Linked DNA regions of Rattus norvegicus: all the other regions are linked to region 1. The links are chromatin contacts, called in public Hi-C maps. All regions are on one chromosome and are shown on one strand. Each heading gives the region's core, a stretch centred on a gene start, on an enhancer-like site or on the middle of the called end of the contact. The rest is flanking DNA. Distances are from core to core; before and after follow the strand shown.

The links. A called contact is a pair of places that touch in the nucleus more often than the background predicts.
Region 2: a contact with region 1 is called in a Hi-C map of liver, with 4 times the contacts expected there. The contact joins the enhancer-like site here to the promoter of Pim1 in region 1. A contact is called at or near these places in 9 of 12 Hi-C or Micro-C datasets (the A7r5 cell line, Schwann cells, frontal cortex and 5 more) and 1 of 1 datasets of contacts at active chromatin or transcription factors (oligodendrocytes).
Region 3: a contact with region 1 is called in a Hi-C map of liver, with 2.3 times the contacts expected there. The contact joins the enhancer-like site here to the promoter of Pim1 in region 1. A contact is called at or near these places in 2 of 12 Hi-C or Micro-C datasets (liver and psoas muscle).

Annotation. Positions count from the first base shown.
Region 1 is chr20:7,554,024-7,558,970 of GRCr8, forward strand. It overlaps Pim1 (Pim-1 proto-oncogene, serine/threonine kinase), which reads left to right and starts at 2,473. Exons shown (of 6, transcript NM_017034.1): 1 at 2,473-2,557; 2 at 2,651-2,757; 3 at 2,853-2,903; 4 at 3,003-3,369. The coding sequence starts at 2,476.
Region 2 is chr20:7,460,441-7,465,387 of GRCr8, forward strand. No RefSeq gene overlaps it. Among named protein-coding and RNA genes, the nearest start is that of Fgd2, 36 kb to the left of the region's middle. Within about 2 kb of position 2,886, at least 32 of the 93 cell types and tissues checked have an H3K27ac peak or open chromatin away from gene starts, as enhancers often do. A contact at or near this core is called in the A7r5 cell line, Schwann cells, kidney and 1 more, where this site is marked.
Region 3 is chr20:7,485,374-7,490,320 of GRCr8, forward strand. No RefSeq gene overlaps it. Among named protein-coding and RNA genes, the nearest start is that of Fgd2, 61 kb to the left of the region's middle. Within about 2 kb of position 2,563, at least 4 of the 93 cell types and tissues checked have an H3K27ac peak or open chromatin away from gene starts, as enhancers often do. A contact at or near this core is called in liver, where this site is marked.

The DNA of each region.
Region 1 (4,947 bases), core at 1,223-3,722:
AGGTCTGGCGCCTGGCGCGTAGCTCAGGGGCAGGGTGCACGTGTAGGACTCTGGATTTATTTCCCAACATCAAACACATTCCGAGAAGAGGACAGGGCCCTTTGGACAGGTGGACTTGGTTTTCAGAGTCACAAAGCCCGGAATGTGCTGGGAGATTGAAAACAAGTGGAAATAGTCTTGTTTAGACAGAGCTGAGGACCTGATGGGACTGGAGGTACACTGGTGTTTTTAAAGTAATTTATTTATAGACAGATTTTTCTCTATGTAGACAAGGCTGGCCTGGACCAGAATGCTGGGCCCAATTCTAGGCATACCTGTTTTCTGATGCCCTGTTCAATGCCAGTGTCACAGGAGTTTAAAGGAAAGCTCTGAACCCTCAGGAGCAGAATTTGGGTCATTCCCCAGCCTGTCGTATGACCCTGTGTCATCCCACTTACGATTCATTTTCCTATCTGCAAAAAAGGAAGTAACTCTTGTTCCCCTGGGTTTTTCTCCTTTCGTCATCAGAAATGAATGAGCTGGGCCACAGAACAAAAACAAAAGGGAAATATGTAATGTTTTGTTACGGAGTCTCTGGGTATCTTTATAAGCACCACGGAAAACTTGTAAAGGAAGCCTTTAAACACGTTAATGACTACATCTGTAACAGGCTTTGTAACAGGCTCGACAGTCTGCTCCTTTCAAGATCTCTCGGACCGCCCCCCTCCCAAAAAAAAGCAAAAATAACGAAAATGGGGTGTAGCTGGCTTTCAATGACTCCCTGCCACTAGCATCTCAGTGTATAGGTTACACAGAATGAGAGTCTCCCAATTTCACACGTCGTTATCAACTCTCCCTGAAGTTTAAAAGGACAAAAGACGCGGTATTTCCACGTGCACGTGGGGCCTTTCCTTTGAGACAAGGCTCCGGTCCCGGGCCAAGAATAGCTGGTATCGCCTGACTGCTAATACCAAGCTGATGAGAAAGAAGGTGACTACAGGAGCAACCTCTGATTAAACCCAGCGGCACCCTCCCACCCTCGCCCGCGATCAGGAATTTTCCTGCTCCTCCCGCCCTCTCGGAAGGGGCTGAGGCAGCATCTGGCAGGAGAGAGCTAACATTTGTGTCGTGATTTTCTCTCTCCCAGGCGCTCGGACCCGGATCCTTTCTGAGGGGATCAGAACCTTCTGGTATCTTATGATTTTCTTTTTCGTTTTCTAAATTGAGAATCTTTTGTCACCCGCTCCTCGCAGCCCAGGTTCCCCCCCCCCCAACTCCCCTCGCAGGCCTGTGACTCCCTCGGTGTGCAAACGCCGGTGACTCACGTCTTGCACAGCCCTTCGCCCCCCGAAACACAATCGCCACCCCCGGGATCTAGCCCACAGTGCATCGTCAACCCACCCCAGCAGCCTTGGAGGTCTCCCGGCTGAGTCACACCAGAGGACCACCCTGGTCGGCATCCACACACACGCGGTCCCCCTGCTCATGGCCTCCGCGCCGGCCACACCAACGCCCTTCCATTCCTCACAACTTGCTACGCTCCAGCTCCAACCCTCGACCCCCCACCACACCCCAAATCTCCGGGAAACGCAGAGCCGGCGGAGCTGGCCTCGGGCGGCCTTTGATGGCTTTGTTATTGTTTGGGTTTGAATCGATACGCCCCTCCCCATCCTTCCTCCCCCGGCCGCGCGCGCCACCCAGCTCCCCGCCTCCCTGCACGCCCAGCGCCCCTCCCCCTCCGTTTTGGCGCCTTTTCCTTCCCGCCACGTCGTGGCGGCGTTAGCGACCATTCTGACCGCGAGGCGCGGGGCGGGGCCCGGGCGGGGCCCGCAACGCCTTATGCAGATCAGGCCGCTTATGGTTGGCTGCAGCCTCGCCCGGGGGCGGGGCCGAGGCCGAGGGGTGTAGCTGCGAGGGGGCGGAGCGGAGGGGAGCGGCCCTGGTCCCGCCGCCTCCCCGCCCCCTCTCCGCCCTCCGCCGCCGCGCCAGCCCGGCTCCCCACCTCGGCCTCCCGGAGAGGCCCCGCCCCGTCCCCGCCCGCCGCGCGCGCCCTCCCCAGCGGCGCGCTCCGCCCCTTTACTCCTGGCGGCGGGGCGAGCCGGGCGTCTGCAGCAGCGGCCGTGGCGGCGGAGGAGGCTGGAGGGGAGTCGGCAGCGCCGGCGGCGGGATCAGCAGTAGCAGCAGCAGCAGCAGCAGCAGCAGCAGCAGCAGCAGCAGCAGCAGCAGTCACAGTCAGCAGCAGCCCTGGGTCCCGCGGCGCCTCTCGCCCCGCCGCCTTCCGCACTGCCTGACCCGGCCGGCGAGCCCTCCTGCCGCCAGCCCCGCCAGCGCCCTCAGTCGTCCTCCGACTCGCCCTCGGCCTTGCGCGCCAGCCGCAGCCCGAGCCGCAACACCACCCGCAGTCTGAGTCCGGGCCGTCGGCTCAGCCCCAGCTCGCTCCGCCGCCGCTGCTGCTCGTCCCGGCACCGGCGCCGCACCGACACCCTGGAGGTGGGGATGCTCCTGTCCAAGATCAACTCCCTGGCCCACCTGCGCGCAGCGCCTTGCAACGACCTGCACGCCAACAAGCTGGCGCCGGGTGAGTGTCCCCACCCCACCCCGGGCGCGCGGGTCGTTGGGGGGGACCCCCGCGTGGGCCGCGCGCGCTTAGTGTCCCGTGCCTCTCTCCCAGGCAAAGAGAAGGAGCCCCTGGAGTCGCAGTACCAGGTGGGCCCGCTGTTGGGCAGCGGTGGCTTCGGCTCGGTCTACTCGGGCATCCGCGTCGCCGACAACTTGCCGGTGAGTGGGCAACCCCGCCTTGGGGAGGGCGCGCGGAGGGATGCTTTGAGCTGGAGGGTCTGATGGAGACTCGGGGGGTCTGTCTTTTCCTCCAGGTGGCCATCAAGCACGTGGAGAAGGACCGGATTTCCGACTGGGGGGAACTGGTGAGTGAGCCAGAGCCCGAGACCCTCGCCCGGGTGGGTGGGTGGTGACGGGCGTGCCGGAACCGGCGCGCTAACCCTCGCCCTCACTCACCCTTGCAGCCCAACGGCACCCGAGTGCCCATGGAAGTGGTCCTGCTGAAGAAGGTGAGCTCGGGCTTCTCGGGCGTCATTAGACTTCTGGACTGGTTCGAGAGGCCCGATAGTTTCGTGCTGATCCTGGAGAGGCCCGAACCCGTGCAAGACCTCTTCGACTTCATCACCGAGCGAGGAGCCCTCCAGGAGGAGCTGGCCCGGAGCTTCTTCTGGCAGGTGCTGGAGGCCGTGCGGCATTGCCACAACTGCGGGGTTCTCCACCGCGACATCAAGGACGAGAACATCTTAATCGACCTGAACCGCGGCGAACTCAAACTCATCGACTTCGGGTCGGGGGCGCTGCTCAAGGACACAGTCTACACGGACTTTGACGGTGAGCCAGGCCCCGGGGAGGGAGCTCTGCCCAAGGTGCCGGCTTGGAAGCCTCCGGCGGCCTCGGCTCCGGCCCTTTGTAAAGGTCATTGGGCCGCCTGGCTCAGAGCTGGCAGGGGTGGGGCAGAGGCGAGCTTCCCGGCATAGCACAGCCGGGGATTTCAAGCTGGTTGAAAACCTGCAACAAGCATTTCTGGCGTGATTGGTTTTTTTGTTGTTGTTGCTGCTGCTGCTGTTTGCTTGTTTTTCTTTTTGGTAGGAATTTAGTAAATTCCATGCTTTCCCCGTGAATAAGAGGTCGTGGGCAATCCGGCTGTAGCCCAGATTTCTAAAGTATGACCCACTTTTCTCGCCAGTAGGAGGTGGAGCCGGTGGTGGCGGGAGACTTTAGTGCCGGGTTCTTTTTGTTTGTTTGTAGTTTTGTTTTTGTGTGGGAGTTTTAAGGTAGTTCGTAGAACTGCCGGGTTTTGTTTTGTTTTGTTTTTGAGGGCAAAGGACTAAGAGCCGCGGTTCACTCCACTCGGGGGTATTGTGGGGTGACGAGGCCTGGGACGAATGTTGTGAAATTAGATCTGTTGCTGGTTTGAAAATTAGTTGGGTGTCTCCTCAGGGAGGCTGAAAACCTATCTATCCTAGGGAGGGGCTTGGATCGCGTTCTTTCAGAAAAGGAGGGGAGGGAATAGTAGATCAAAGCACGAGGGTGGGTCATGATCTGAGCGGCTCACCCCAACAAACTACGTCCTTTCAAAACTTGTGACTCTGGCTTGTGGTTTGAATTTCTTTGGAGGATGCTGGGCTGGGCTGCATTTTTTGTATTTAACAGTTAATGGCTGGCTGAGTCCTCCCCTGTGTTTTCCTCCCCTGGGCAAGCCTTTACTGCCCCCTGTTGGGCACCTTGAGGTTAGCGCCTTTTTTTTTTTTACTACCCAAAGTTTGTAAACAGGAATCACGTGGTCTGAAACCAGCCCTGCAATCGTACCTTTCCAGTTTGGGGAGGAAAGAGTGTAGGTGTCCGGGGCCTAAAACCCAGAGGAGAGGGGTTGGGGATTTAGCTCAGTGGTAGAGCGCTTGCCTAGGAAGCGCAAGGCCCTGGGTTCGGTCCCCAGCTCCGAAAAAAAGAACCAAAAAAAAAAAAAAAAAAAACCCAGAGGAGAGTTTCCAAAGCACACCCTGACTTCAGTGTTGTGTATAAGGGTCCTTAAGTGGCCCGTTCTAGATGAGACTAATCTGGCAAAGTCTTTGGAGTCGTTGTAGTTCAAGGTTATCCCGCTGAGTGATTAGGGCCTCCACGATTCAGCTTTTCGCTGCCTCTGTCTTTTGGGCCAGTGTGTAAAGGATTTGGGTTTAGGGTTTGGGTTCCTGGATAGGTACCATATCACTTGTCTGGACCAAAGAGGCAGAGATGTAGTGTAAATAATGTGTATGATTGTTTTAAAGTTCAAAGTCTTGCCTTCTGAGACCTGGGATTCAAGGCATGTGCTGCCCAATCCAAGCCAGGCACTGCCTTTAAGAAGTATTTTAAAGCCTGGTGGTGGTGGTGGTGGTGGTGGTTCATGCCTTTAATCTCAGCACTGGGAGA
Region 2 (4,947 bases), core at 1,636-4,135, 93 kb before region 1:
TTGCACCGTCCCCCTTCTAATTCCCTACCCATGTGGGGCACCATTCCTATGTAACCCAGCCATGTCCGGACTGGGGTTCCTAGTGGGGGCAAGAAGCTGGTTTTAGAATTTCGTACACCTCAGCATGGTCATGGCTGATGATAGCCTAGGGTACCTGGGAAGGCACATGCTGCCTGCCTGGGAACTTAACAGTGGCTACCTTTTGCTCTGTGTTCTAGAGGGGACGCAGACCTCTTTCTGGGAATCAGGGGATTGCCCACCCAAGTCTCATGCAAGGACAGATGCTACAGCTCTCGGCACTGGGGGGTGGGGGGTTGGTTGGTTTCTGTGAACAATCAAATCTAACTAAAGCCAAGCCCTCGAAGGGCTTCCAACCTTCAGGACAAGGGAGTCCTGTGACCCAGAATCTAATCTCCAGGTTGGGAACAAAAGCCAGAATCTGCAGATAGCCAGAACCCTTCACGGTGTCTGTCTTTCCAGCTCTTGGCAGGGGAGGGGGTATTTGGGTCTATGGTAAGTCCCTATAGAATAAATAAATAGCTTGAGGCAGCAAGACTGCATAGTGGCTAACACTTGTTGCTGAGTTTGATCTCTGGAGTTTGCATAGTGGAAGAAAAGAACCACTCTGCTAGCAAACAGGTTTGGTAGCATGTGAACACATGGTACACGTATGCGCACATGCACGCATGTGCACACTGCTGCCGCCACCACCACCACCACCAAATTCAGTGACTGCACACTTCAAATTCTAGCAGCCCCGGGTAGGTGGAAGCAGAACTGGAGTTCAAGGTCATCCTCAGCTCCAGGGAAAGTTCGCCACCAGCTTAGCAGTTGTGCCACGTGAGACTATGTATCAAAAACAACAACAATAACAAAACAAAACAAACAAAACAAAACAAAACAAAACAAAAAAACAAATCTTTACTAGGCAGATTTCCAGCCCCGGCCCAAATGAGAGATTGGCTACATCTAGAATCCATTTCATGTTACCTTAAGATCACCTTATCCGGGCTGGGGATTTAGCTCAGTGGTAGAGCGCTTACCTAGGAAGCGCAAGGCCCTGGGTTCGGTCCCCAGCTCCGAAAAAAAGAACCAAAAAAAAAAAAAAAAAAGAAAGAAAAAAAAAAAGATCACCTTATTATTTTCAACCTGAAGTCTCAGGGGTGGCAGCCAGTGTGGGCCTGGCGCAATTCCACATCGGTGAGGAAATACACCGATAAAGAGAAGAATGTAGTTCTATTTCCGAGGACTTGGCACTGAGAGTGCGACCTGCCCATGGGCTCAGACAGCCACGTGTGGACATGTGCACACCCGGTCAGCACCTGCCACAGTCCTCCTCAGTATGGATGGTGTCTGGGGGGGTCCTTTCATTCGTCCCCTAACACCGGCAGTGCTACGTTCTGACCAGCAGGTGGTGCTGTGTGCCTCCTCTGCAGGCTGGGCCAGCCTTAAAGTCACTTCGCTTGCTGTCAGGAATGGAGAGACCCTGAGCAGGCACAGAGCCCACAGGGTATCTGGGTTGCTTGGGGGCTCCTGGGGAGTCCTTCTGGTTTTCCTATCAAGCAACCAGGGGTCTGATGCCTCCAATCCCAAACTCCAATTAAACCATGTCAGTCTAAAGCCAGACTTGAAAGGACCTGATAGGACCTCTTAAGATTTGGCAGCTCTGGGCACAGAGATTAAGAAACATGTCCTCAGGGGTTGGGGATTTGGCTCAGTGGTAGAGCGCTTGCCTAGCAAGCACAAGGCCCTGGGTTCGGTCCCCAGCTCTGAAAAAAAGAAAAGAAAAGAAAAAAAAGAAAGAAACATGTCCTCAGAGTCCTATTGCTGCCTCTGCTTGGCTGTGTGCATTTTTAATTATTAACTGTGTATTAGGGGTTGGGGATTTAGCTCAGTGGTAGAGCGTTTGCCTAGTAAGCGCAAGGCCCTGGGTTCGGTTCTCAGCTCCGGAAAAAAAAAAGAAAAGAAAAAAAACTGTGTATTATTGCTTATTATTATTATTATTATTATTATTATTATTATTATTATTATTATTATTATTATTGAAAGAGGGTCAATTCCTAAAGTGAGGTTGTGAACATCAGGTTGTGGGGCAGGAACTATTGACTGTACCTGTAGTCCGTAAGAAGTTGGAGGCAGACGAAGGCTTAAGGGTCATCAATCAGTTCAGGACCAGCCAGTGCTATATGAGAACCAGAGTCAAAAAAGAGGCTCAGGGAGAGGCTGGTCTATGCTTCAGAGCACTTCTGCTTTGACAGAGGACTCTGGTTTGGATCCCAGTATCCACGTGGCAGCTAACAATGGCTCGTAACTCCAATCCCAAGGGATCTGACACCTTCTGCCCTCCATTAGCTCCTGGTGTGTCCTATACATGCACGGACACAAATGAATTCACATAAATAATTTTAACTTTTTTTTAAGTAAAGGGGGAGGGGGCGCAGACTGTCTGGCTTGTTAGAATTTGTCTGAGCAGCCCCACCTCCCAAGCTGCAGGTTGGCGGGATCTGGGTGGAGTGTGCGCATTCGTGTTTCCATTCAGTTCCTGGGTGGCCCTAGTGCTGTGATTCTGGCGGACCCGGGTGGGAACCACAGGAGGCTAACAGTTCCAAGGAAAGCCAGAGTTTGCACTAGGCAAACAGCAGACGCCTCCAGTGAGGAGCGGGTGGAGGCCAAGGAGACAGATGGGCTCACCCCAGGGCAGCAAGGGTCCTTGGGGAGGAGACACCTCCCCCTCCACCAGGAGCCTGGGCGGAAGGAAATGGAGGAGGGTCGATCACCCTTTCCCGCCACATCTGTCAGCATGGCCAGCCCCGCCCCCTGCAGGCCCTGCAGGGAAGAGGTGGACCCAGGCGCTGGCCCAGGCAGACAGCCGGCCTCCTCGGTCCACGTGGCTGCAGCGTTTCCCTGGAACCGGCGGGCGGATCAGTTCCCCCTCTCAGCCTGGCCTCCGCTGGGCCTCTGGTTCTGGGAATTCACGTTTCCTTTCTCTTTCCTTTCCCTTTTCAATATTAGACTTTAAACAGATAATCATTAAAAATAGCGCAAGGCCGACAACACAGCGCGCCATCAGTGCAACTCCGTGCAACTGGGAAAAGTTTTTTTTTTTTTTTAAATAAAAAAAGGAAGAAAAAGAAAAAAACATGACAGCAGCACCCCAAACCAGTGTTTGGTGAATAATCACAGATCACTTCTGGGCTGGGCCAGTAGCTCTGTGGCAGGGAACTGGTGTTCAAAAGACTGAGGTTAACCCCCTGCAGGAAACAAAAGTCACTGGCCAGTAACTAGGCTGGCCTCGGACTTCACATCCTCTGGTGCACACCTCCTTAAATGCCAGGATCAACATTCACCACCATGCTGGGTTCACTTGGCAAGGGGGCTGCAGCCCTGCTAGCCAATTGCTCTACTGGCTAACCTCCATGCTAACTTTGTTTGTTCGTCTTTCAAATTAAAAAAAAAAAAAAGTACATTTAAATTTGGGGAGAGGAACCTGTGTGGTAGTCTGAGGACAACTTGCAGGCGAGAGTTGGTTCAATCAGTCCAACCTGTGAAACATCACGATCGAACAGGTGCTTGGTGACAAACAGCCTTACCCACTGGGCCATCTTGCCAGCCCTTTTTTGGGGGGGGAAGGGGGTGGATACTTTTGAGACAAGGTCTCACTTTGTGGCTCTGGCTGCCCTGGAATTCACTCTAAAGATCAAGCGGTGCTCAAACTTGTGATTCTTCTGCCTCCTGAATTACAGGGATCCTAGGTGCGTGCTACCTGGCGATAACATTAATAAAGTTCATTTTGTTTTTCCCAGGCTATGTGTCTGCCTGGCACAGGACATTAATTCTGCGTGCCTGAGCATGGACCTTTGACATTAGAAGGCATAGGAAACCAAAGGTGGAAGCTTACACAGTGACCCTAGCAAGATAGGAGAAAGCATCCGGGGGATTTACACCCCTTCCTGCGGCTGCGGACTTGCAGACTCATTATTTATTTACTTAGCTCCTCTAAATAACCCTAGGGAAGGGCTGTAGGCCTTAAGTGCAGCCTTGCATCACAGAAGGCGCCTCAGGAAACGTCCTAGAAAGGGACTCGCCGGGTCAAAGGGCATGGGTGTGTGTGTGTGTGTGTGTGTGTGTGTGTGTGTGTGTGAATACTCAGTGTGTAAACACACTGCTTTCTGAAGAGGTTACACAGGTTGACGTACCACGTTGGGGGTGGGAGGAAAGTGATGGCAGCTCACGAGTATCAGACCCTGCTAGAGCAGCTCCTGCCTGGGAGATACAGAAGGATACTTAAGGACCCCCCCACAAGGCAGTCTCCCTGGGCGACCCAGCTCCACATGGAAGCCTGCTGCGCTGCACTCCAGCTTGGGAAGCCGAGGTTGCCCAGGTCCTTTTTCCATGTCCCATCTGCATACAAACAGGACTTCAAAATACACCCCCTAATAATCCCCCACCCCACTTTTTTTTTTTTTTTTGGTTCTTTTTTTCAGAGCTGGGGACCGAACCCAGGGCCTTGCGCTTCCTAGGCAAGCGCTCTACCACTGAGCTAAATCCCCAACCCCCCCCACCCCACTTCTTACTCCAAAACCACACAGCCCCTCACCATCTCCCCTAGCCCCATCCTTTGCCTCCTTGGCAGGTCCTCCATTCCGCCAGGAAATCCTTCAAAGCCCAGCCAGGAAGTAGGCTGTGGTGGTGAGTGCTCTTAGTCCTAGAATCGTGAGTTCCAGGCCAGCCTGGTCTACATAGCAAGTTCCAGACCAGCAACATAGTGAGACCATGTCTTGAAACAAAACTAAGAAAGAGTTGGGCAGGGTGGCTCGCTCCTGTAATCTCAGCAGCTGATTTAGAGACAGGAGGATCACTGTGAGTTGGAGGGCAGCCTGGGCTACAGAATTAAACCCTGCCCCCCCCCCCCAAAGACTGAACAAGGAACCACATACTTGTAATCCT
Region 3 (4,947 bases), core at 1,313-3,812, 69 kb before region 1:
TTATAAATAAATAAATCTTAAAAAAAAAAAATACTACTTTTAAGAAAAAAATCAGAGAGGCGGGGCTAGCTCGCAAGCATCTTTAACTCCCCGGGGTACTGAATACACGTGGTGTACACATGCACTTACAGGGCAAACACCCATATACATGTATAAAATAAAGCAAAGGTTAATTTTTGTTTTAAAAAAATAGGAGCCAGACATAAGTGTGCACACAGCACGCGCCCACTCTTATGAAGGTCCAGACTTCACAAAGCCAGCTGCTGGTGGAAGTCTAAGAGCCTCTGGTAGGGATGAATGCCCCAAGAAGAAGGGGAGGAAATTTACAGGCACCTGAGACTATCTGGCAAGCTGAAGGGCTGGAGGCTCCACACATGTATGTATATGTACATGTGTAGAAGAGTATCAAGCAGACACTATTAAAAAGTAGCTTTTTTTCTTTCGTATTTTTTAAATGTTTATTTATGTTTTTCATTTATTTATGTATTTGTTTATTTACTTATTTATATGTGAGTACACTGTCACTGTCTTCAGACACACCAGAAGAGGGCATTGGATCCCATTACAAATGGTTGTGAGCCACCATGTGACTGCTGGGATTTGAAATCAGGACCTCCGGAAGAGCAGTCAGTGTTCTTAACCGCTGAGCCATCTCTCCAGGTCCTTATTGATAGTTTTTAAAAGGAGAGTTTCTCGGGGTTGGGGATTTAGCTCAGTGGTAGAGTGCTTGCCTAGGAAGCACAAGGCCCTGGGTTCGGTCCCCAGCTCCGAAAAAAAGAACCAAAAAAAAAAAAAAAAGAGAGTTTCTCTGTGTAGTCCTGGCTGTCTTGGAACTCATTCTGCAAACCATGCTGGCCACGAACTCCGAGACCTACCTGCCTCTGCCTCCCCAGGGCTGAAATCAAACACCTGCAACACCACTGTTCGGCAAGATTTTAGTTTTTTTCTTTTCATGCATTATACCTCAGAATAAAATAAAAATAATCGGGTTGGGGATTTAGCTCAGTGGTAGAGCGCTTGCCTAGCAAGCGGAAGGCCCTGGGTTCAGTCCCCAGCTCCGAAAAAAAAAAATAAAATAAAAATAATCTTGATGTGAATATAATCTTTCAAATAAACCAGCAGCAGACCAATTGGCTCTAACCACTATCTTGTGATACATTCTACTTCCCAACAAAGCCTAAATTAAAATAATCCTTTCCAAGAGTGTTGGTACGTGTGCCTTTAGTCCCAGCATTTGGGAGTCAGAGGCAGGTGGATCCCTGTCAGTTTAAGACCAGCCTGGTTTACAGTGTGAGTTCCAGGACAGCCAGGGCCACACAGAGAAAAAACAAAAAACAAAAAACAAAGTCTTTGCAAACATTTTTGAAAGATATATTTTTTTTTCTTTTTTTTGGTGCTGGGGACCGAACCCAGGTCCTTGCGCTTGCTAGGCAAGCACTCTACCACTGAGCTAAATCCCCAACCCCGAAAGATATATTTTTGTGTACGTGTGTGTTTCAGTGTGTGCACACCATGTGTGTGCAGACACACTCAGAAGCCAGAAGGGGGCACTGCTATGCGCTGCCTAGTATGGGTGATGGGAACTAAACAGGGTCCTCAGAGAAGAGTGAAAAGCATCCTCAGCCATTCTCCAGCCCCCAACACATCTTAATACAAATCTAGTTTTTTTTTTTTCTTTTAAAAACAAAATCCAGGAAATGAGTTTAAACACCAAATCAAGGGGCTGGGGATTTAGCTCAGTGGTAGAGCGCTTGCCTAGGAAGCCCAAGGCCCTGGGTTCGGTCCCCAGCTCCGAAAAAAAAAAGAACCAAAAAAAAAAAACAAAAACAAAAAAAACCCCACCAAATCAAATGTAGCGAACATGTTTCAAAGTCTGTTTCGCCCTCACAGAGAACGGGACACCTGAGGCAGATCTTTGAAGTTTGTTATTTATTTTTTGAGACAGGGTCTCTCACATTCCAGGCAGGCCTCCCTGGTTATGCTGCCAAGACGAACTAGCCTTGGACTCCGGACACTCCTTGCTCAGCCATATCTCGATTACAGTTTTGTGTGTCTCCACACCTAGCTCTAACCTTTGTTTCCAAGATATTGTAGAAAGAACTCTGGGGTCAGGCCTGCTTCAGTGAACCTTCGAGGAACGAGCATGAACACACACATACACACCCGGCCCAACCCACCCACACACACACACACAGTACCTTGAATACCTGTGGATCCTTCCCACCTGCAGAGCCTGGCTCACAACATACCAGTCTATGGCGTACACACGGATCTGGGCCTGGCACCCACCCACGACGCTGCCAGTCAGCACTTGTACCCAGACAATAATATCCTGTAATTGCAGCTCGGATTTGGAATTTGTATCTGAGAACAGAAGGGCACAAGAGAGTCCCTGATTAAACAGGTCAGATAACGACATATCGAGAAGAGGACGGAGCATCTGTCCTTCTCGTTCGTTCGTTCGTTCATTACTCAACTGTTCACTGCAGGCAGCTCTGTCCTCTGACATTCACGCCCCCACCCCCTCCTTCCCACCTCTGTCCTAGCTGGGCCCAGAGTTGGCACACTGAAGCTTCACTTTGCCAGCCAGCACCTCTCCTGACCCGGCTCTACCCACGCCCAGCCTCCCTCTGTGTCCATGCAGAGGACGCTGGCCTGCCAGGTGGCCTTGCTGTCTTCTGTTGCTCCAGCCCCTATAAAGAATGCTCAGAAGGGGTTGGGGATTTAGCTCAGTGGTAGAGCGTTTGCCTAGCAAGCGCAAGGCCCTGGGTTCGGTCCCCAGCTCCGAAAAAAAAAAAAGAAAGAAAGAAAAAAAGAAAAAAAACAAAACAAAGGAACGAAAAACCCAACCAAACAAAACCAATTAAACTTGCTTTAGTAATTTTTGTTTTGTTTTGTTTTGCTTCTCGAGACAGGCTTTCTCTGTGTAGCTCTGGCTATCCTGGAACTCACTCTGGCCTTGAACTCAAGAGATCCTCCAGCCCCTGCCTTCTGAGAGCTGGGATTAAAGGCCTGTGCCTTCACACCTGGCATATATAGGTTAAAATGGAGACACCTGTGACCTGTGGCTCCTACAGCGGGAGGGAGGGAGAGTCCTCTGGGCAGCTTGAGGGCCAGCATCTCTGGAAGGCCTCCAAGCTGCTGAAGGTACAGATCTATCCAAGCCAGCTCGAGAAGGCCTTCATCTCCAAAGTGCCTGGGACACTGGCTGGCCCACACAGTGTGTCGCACTGTTGTAAATGAAACCTTTGATGTAGGGGGTCACCTGGAAGCCTACCCTAGCCTACCTCAAGGGAAGTCCACTGTTGGAAAGTCCCATCATGTGTCTTTTCTAGAACATGCCGAGGAAACCCAGGAGAACCATAGCAGGAATCCTTGGAGCTGATAATATCCCCACCCCCAAAAAACCCTAGTCCTCAGGCATGGTGGTTCTGCTTCTCCCTCACCTCAGCATACAAATTCGTACTCCCACCCCCCTAACACTATAGACTCCAAACCCACATCCCCATACTCCCACGCCCAAGCCCCAAGTCCGTAGACCTCCACCTCACCTGTACCCACACCTCACAACCCACACCTTGGCCTAATTAATTCCAGGGGCTTTCTACTTTCTTCTTCCTCTATTTTGGTGGGAACTCTTTCTAACGGTGACTTTCTGGGATCAATCCCTAGCAACCAAACCACATCGGAAGGCTCACAACTACCAGCGACTGTAGTCCCTGCAAGTCCGTGCAGCAGACAGAGCCACGCAGCCACATACACATACGCACATAGTAAGAATAGGGCTGGAGAGATGGCTCAGCGGTTAAGAGCACTGACTGCTCTTCCAGAGGTCCTGAGTTCAAATCCCAGAAACTACATGGTGGCTCACAATCATCTGTAAGGGATCCGATGTCCTCTTCTGCTGTGTCTGAAGACAGCGACAGAGTACTGGTATGCATTAAATAAATAAACTTTAAAAATAAAGAAACATTTAAAACTTACACAAATAAGTTATGATCTCTCTCTGCAGTTCTGGCTGTCCACTTTGAGCTCACTTTGTAGACCAGACTGCCCTGGAACTCACTTTGTAGAACAGGCTCCCCTGGAACTCACAGAGATCCACCTGCCTTTGATGGAATTAAGGACACGAACCATCATGCCTGACCTCAATTTTTTTTTTAACATTTATTTATTGTGTATGTATACGGGTCGTCATGACAGACACGGCGTCAGTGGGTTTGTGGAGGTCAGAAAATAGTACGCTGTGTCACCTGTCCCCTTTCTCTGAGGACAGACTCACTAGACACAGCTGACCAAAGCCCCAGGCACAGGGATTTAATAGGCTAACTCCCCGTGTGACCCCACCCCAGGAAGCTGCTCTGTTTAACCGGGACAAAGGCTTGAGCCCAGTGACTCAATGAGACTCTGAAATCCCAGTTTCTCAACCTGGACCAAGAGGCTTGGCAATCAGGCCCAGCCTGCTCAGTGGCACCTGTGAGCAAGCTAAGCCTGCTTTCTACCCAGCACCAATCCACCCAGCACCAATCCATCCAGCACCAATCCATCCAGCACCAATCCACCCAGCACCAATCCACCCAGCACCAATCCACCCAGAGTGAGCCCTGCCTTCCCACTGCTGAGCTAGCTGCTTCCCAGCCTTTTAAATCCAGGGTAAAAAGCAGGCACTGACATCCCAATTCTAGGAAAGTGGGGGATGAAGATCAGGAGTTCAAGGATGCCTGGGACCCAAAGGAGGGAAGGAAAGGATGTCCTCTGACCTCCACACGAATGCCTCTTCACACACACACACACACACACACACACACACACACACACACACACACAGAGGAACAGATGCTCTCACACACAAATGCTCACACACCAAGAAATCAGTAAGTAAATATGGCAGGGTAAGGTAGCACAGCCCTTTAACCTTAGAGCTTAATAGACAGAGGCAGGCAGATC